Linked DNA regions of Mus musculus: region 1 is linked to region 2. The links are chromatin contacts, called in public promoter capture Hi-C maps. All regions are on one chromosome and are shown on one strand. The core of a region is the stretch at or near the end of the contact, and the rest is flanking DNA. Distances in the headings are between cores, read along the strand shown.

Region 1 (2,700 bases), core at 175-2,674, 670 kb after region 2:
AAACTAAGCTTACCCAAAAAGACTGGCATCCAAGGCTTTAATGATTCCAGGCCTCTAAGGCCCCAGCTTAGCTTCCTACAACTCTGTCACACCATACTTGTCTTCTGTCATTTCCCAAATAAATATCTCCATCATTTTGACCATTCCGCTGTCTCAGAAGGCTTGAACGTGCAAGAAACAAAATGACTCCGCATACTTCTGAGCGCCCTGCAGAGGCTGCTCAACCCTCAATACACAGTATCCTTCCCATCTCCACAACCACCTCATGGAGTGCCTATCATTCTGCTTGATATATTCGATGGGTGGAGCACAGGGAACTTTGCGTCAGAACTGTCAGTCTCGTGTTGCCTACAGAATGCCTTGGAGTAGACACTGTGGTTCAGCCCTGTGATCCCAGCACTCTTAAATCTGGGGATCTTAACTTCCAGGGCAGCCTAGGTTATAACAGTGAGAGATAAACCCTGCAGGCATTTCGGGGTTCTCAACAAGCCTTGAAGCAAGCGTCATCTGACCTTCAATACACAGGAGAGCTTCTAAAAAGACAGCCATACTGACTTATTTTCCACTTCTTAACAGATTCCAGCATCCAATAAATGGATGTCAAAATGCATTCAGTGGTCCTCTCTTCCTTCTTGGGCAATACGTTCTTCCACCTTCTCAATCACTATAGTTAAGCCGACACTGCAACTAAAGGAAACTCAATATTCCTCTGCATCTTACCTTTTCATAGCTTTCCACCCTTTGCCATGCACTAATATATCTGTCTCCTCCCACTGTAATCAGCCCAAGGGCAAGATGAATAGCCTCATTATTTACCCCCCACGGAGCTCAGCAAGGCAAAAAATTTAAAAAGCGTTCAAAATTCTTTAAGTGAAGTGCAACAGCCCCCCAAAACTAACTCTCCGAGATAATATGTGCAAAAGAATGCTTCTAATTTAAGCTTCTCTCGAGTAATAAAAAGGCATCCCCGCTGCAGCTCCTACAACTCTCGCACTGACGCCTGGGGTAGCAGGGAGCTATTACACAGCAAGAAGCAACCCTGGCCCTGTACTACACGCTCCGCATTGACCTTGGCTGGAGAGACCCCAGGCGCGAGCATCATCACTGAGCAGGCTGAACCCGGAAGGCCACCGTACCCTCGGGGACGCAGTGACAGCCGGGGCAGACCTCCGCGGCCTCGCCCGCGCTTGCCTGCAGCTCACCTCGGTTCTCCTCCTCCAGGTGCCGCACGCGCAACTCATCCTCCGTCTTCACCTCCGAGCTGTAGCCCCTCCTCGGGGCGGTACCCCTAGCCCAGGCCGCGGGGCCGAGCCGCGCGCAGCACGCGGCCACCAGGCGGACGCCAACCGTTCTCAAGGCGCCCAGAGCGCCTGGAGCCGCCGCCGCCATGTTGTATGTTTACAGCGGGCGCCCGCGGCCAGGCTCCGCCCCCCGCTTGGAGCCGCGCACGCACACGACAGGCGTCGGTCGCTTTGGCCCCGCCCCTCGTTGTCTGGCCCCTCCCAGGCACTCTTTACCTCGGCCGCCCGGGTAGCATTAATGTTTTGCCAGCTCAGAGAAGGAGAGGCATCTTTAAAGTGTGGAAACGCTTAAATGAAGAGGACAAGAGGGTCTTGCCTCCATGCACTTGGTCCATAGTAGGCTTGTGACTGACCATCCCGGAAGGAAGGAAGATACTCGAAAGACAGACCCTTGTTCCCCTCCTCTGTGTATCATCAGATTGTTAAAATCCACAAGGTCTTTAACAGTGGGGACTCCCACCTGGCGGTGGTGGCACACACCTTTAGTCCCAGCACTTGGGAGGCAGAGGCCAGCCTGGTCTGACAGAGACAGAGAAACCCTGTCTCAAAAAGAAAAAAAAAAAAAAAAAAACAGTGGGGACTCCCTCCTCTCTTCCCTGAATCCCAGGTGAAGATGGGGAAGTTTAGGACCAGTCAGAGGAGGAACTTATCTTTAGACAGAAGCCTCACACAAGTTGAAGTAGAGAACCAAAATCATGCATAGCCAGGCCCAAGTTAATGTGTGGTCCCTTTCATCTTTGACCCAGCACTATCTGTGAGAAATTTAAGCTTTTCCTTCTCCACTGGGGGGGGGGGCGGGGGGGGGGTTGGGAGTGGAGGTTTTCCAGTTCCCTGAGGAGCGAGCCTTCCTAGTCTGAATCTAAAGGAAGAGATAGAATGTCTCCTTAGAGTATTCCCTGTCCTTCCAGACAAGCAAATTACACTCTGGCCATATAAATTCCGGTATAAGGACTAGAGAGATGGCTCAGTGGTAAAGAGCACTTGCTGCTCTTCCGGAGGACCCCCAAGTTCAATTCCCCACACCTGCATGGCAGCACAAAGTTGTCTGTAAATCAAGTTCCAGAGGATCTGGCACCCTCACGCAAACAAGCAGGCAGACCACTAAAGCCCAGAAAAAGAAATCACTATTTTAAAAAGAAAGAAAAAGAGATTCTGTATAATTACCTTCAACGTCCGAAGCACATGTCCCTTCGGTGTTCTGCCTGCTGGCTTTGGTCCAAACGGAAGAGAGCCAGTGGAATCCTGAGTGTCTGCTCGCTGGGGAGGTTGTTGCTCTTGAAAGTTACATTGTGTCTTTTTTTCTAATCGCAATGTTCCTTTCGCTAAGCGTTGAGATTGTTACTGTTACTGTTTCTCCAACTTAGTTTTGAAATTTCTAGGCAGAAAGGAGGTGTCGGGG
Region 2 (2,700 bases), core at 135-2,634:
TTTTGTATTAGCTTTCTCCAACAGTCTGACTTCATGGCTCTCATTTGTAAGGGTCATATCCTCAAATTAATTAATCGGTTGATTAATTTTATATGTGTGTGGTAACCTGTGAATGTCTGTCATGGGGCAGGGGGGGGGGGAGTGCCCATGAACTTTTGTGTGTGCATGTGTGTGGAGGACACAGGTTGCCCTCGAGAGCTGTTGAAAAAGGGAGTCACCAACCTTGTGTTCTGAGACAAGGTCTCTCAGTATCCCGGAACTCACCAGGCAGGCTAAGTGGCTGGTCATAGAGTTCCAGCAATCACCCTATCTCCATCTCCTTGGTTTTCCTAGAAAAACCTCAAATTTTGGTTCCCCTTGTACCATTGCCTGAGGCACCAGGGAGGTTTTGGTTATTTTGTTTTGTTTTGTTTTTTGTTTTTTTGCATGAATTATGTGTTATACCCCAAGCAAGCCTTTCATCTAGTAGCCTTGCACCTGGGGGCTGGGGCCAGGCAGACTGCATTTCCGGAGGAGCTCTGCAACACTTCCTGCCTACCCTGTTGTTGTGAACTTAGAAATGCCCCTTACAGGCTCCTGTGTTGGACACTTGGTCCCTCACGCTATTTGTGGAACCCTTAGGAAGTAGAGCCTCGCTGGAGGAGGAAGTGGGTTATAGCAAACGGGTCTTGAGTGTTTCTAGTCTGGCCACAGTTCCTATAGTCTGTTCTCCATTTCCCGACCCACCAGATAGGAGGTGGGGAGTTCCGGTTGAACACAGGGTCACCTGTGGCCAAGCCATTCCCAGCTCGATGGAGGTCTGTAACCCCTCAAACCGTGAGCTAAAATAAGGAAGTCTTCTCTGCCTCAAGTGGCTTCCTGTCTGCTATTTGCTCAAGGCAATCCCTAACCGTATCAATAGCCACCTCCTGCCTGGTGCAGATTGCGTATGAACACCGAGCTGATAGTGATGGAGACTTTAGGCAAGTGTTGGGGGAATGGGGTAGCAGCTAAGATGAGCATCAGGTCAGGCCGAGGACCTCCCGCTACTGCACCAGGCTGTTGATACTCTGGAAGGAAGGTGGGTCGCTTTGCTTTTTGTCTTTGCTGGTAATGATGGATGATATGCTGGTTTTGTTTTTTTCTTTTAAACTTCCACACCGACTTTTCATAAGGCCCAGCCAAGGGCCATTTACCTGGGCTTGTACTGCTCGCTCAGCTACAAATTAGAGCTGCCTTGGAGGTGGGAAGCAGTGTTTATGATCTCCCACGAGACTCTGATTTATTTCCAAGTGGAGAAATACTGGCATCTGAGTTAGTAGAAATGCCTACCAGACTCTGGCAAAAGAATTGCCTCTCTGCCCTGTTTTTCCATGCTGTAAATTTTAACTTCTGTGCCTTCAGCTTCAGATGGATGCTTGAAAGCTGCACTGGGAGCATGGAGAGCCGCTGCCAGAGCTTAGTAGGCAGCAGGACCAGCCTGTGCTTAGACGTCTCCCAGCATCCCCCTAGTCTCTGTCGCCATAGAACACCACAGGTTTGCTCTCTGATTGTGACAGGCCCAGGTGGCAGCTGGAGAAACAAGGAGTGAAGACCTTTGTTCCCGTTCCAGGTCTGTTGCTGAGGCAAACACTCTAAGAAATGTGACTGGGGGAGAAAGAAGTCATTTGACTTGTAACACTGGGTCACAGGCCTCGACTGTAGGGAAGGCAAATAAGGTACAGACTTATAGCTTCACATCCACGGTCAAGAGAAGAGAGAGCAAACCCACGTGTCCTTGCTTGCCTGTCTGCTCATCTGCTGTCACCTAGTGAGTGTCATTTTATATAGTCTAGGAACCCCCACGCAAGGAGTGGTACTGTTCACAAGTCTTCCCACATTAATTAAAAGTTGAAATAGTTCCCCAAAGTCAACCTCACAGGCCAACCTGATCTACAAGTTTCTTTAGTAAAGACTCGGTCACAAGTGATTCTGGGTTGTATCAAGTTGGCAGTTAAAACAAACTACATGGCCCTGTTAGAGGCTGATCTGAGACTTAACATTGAGATGGAAGGGATGGGACAAGCGATGACTCCAAAAGCTTTTACTCTCTGCTTTTCTCTGTGATGCATTCTCCTAACAGTTCACACTCCCAGAAGTTGGGAGGTTGCTACATCTGATTGGTAAGTAGCGAGTTATCTGTGTTTTCAAGTAGTTTTCTTAGCTTCTACATGAGCCAGCACCTTTAGAGGCAAAGTTCTAGTGGACACACATCCATCGAGTCTTTCCTTTTTTCCAGATGGAACTACTACACAAAGTGAGCATGCCCAGAAGGGTTCATGCCCCTCATGTGAGCCTTACAAATATGTGCTCCACGACCTTGAGCTAAGCATGTCACCAAATGTGTCTGTCATCCTTCCTTCTTAAAAGATGGCGCCATGCTGAGCAAGTCTTCAACCGAGCATGCACAGGCACGTATCCTTCCCCGGAACACTTCCTACGTGAACGGTCTTCCTGAACAGAGCCTCCAGCCTGTCTTCGTTCAAGAGCAAACACTATCAGAGCTCACTTCTGTGCTTGCTTGCCTGCCGTGGCTAATACAACTTTCTCTGCTTGCATTTCTTTCCTGTGTCTATCCTTGTTTTGCACATACCAAGGTGCAAATTCATTGCACTTGGTGTGTGTGTGTGTGTGTGTTTCTCCCCCTCCCACACACACACTATAAATCAACATTATCACAGT

What was found. Promoter capture Hi-C pulls out the DNA fragments that hold promoters and counts their contacts.
Region 1: a promoter capture Hi-C map of hippocampal neurons shows a contact between it and region 2, with 2.6 times the contacts expected there. The contact joins the promoter of Auh here to the enhancer-like site in region 2. A contact is called at or near these places in 4 of 39 promoter capture datasets (the C10 cell line, hippocampal neurons, neutrophils and 1 more), 1 of 484 Hi-C or Micro-C datasets (pre-B cells) and 1 of 115 datasets of contacts at active chromatin or transcription factors (astrocytes).

The regions. Positions count from the first base shown.
Region 1 is chr13:52,928,253-52,930,952 of GRCm38.p6, forward strand. It overlaps Auh (AU RNA binding protein/enoyl-coenzyme A hydratase), which reads right to left and starts at 1,425. Exons shown (of 10, transcript NM_016709.2): 1 at 1,203-1,425. The coding sequence starts at 1,389.
Region 2 is chr13:52,257,932-52,260,631 of GRCm38.p6, forward strand. No RefSeq gene overlaps it. Among named protein-coding and RNA genes, the nearest start is that of Gm33116, 25 kb to the left of the region's middle. Within about 2 kb of position 1,385, at least 13 of the 459 cell types and tissues checked have an H3K27ac peak or open chromatin away from gene starts, as enhancers often do. A contact at or near this core is called in hippocampal neurons, where this site is marked.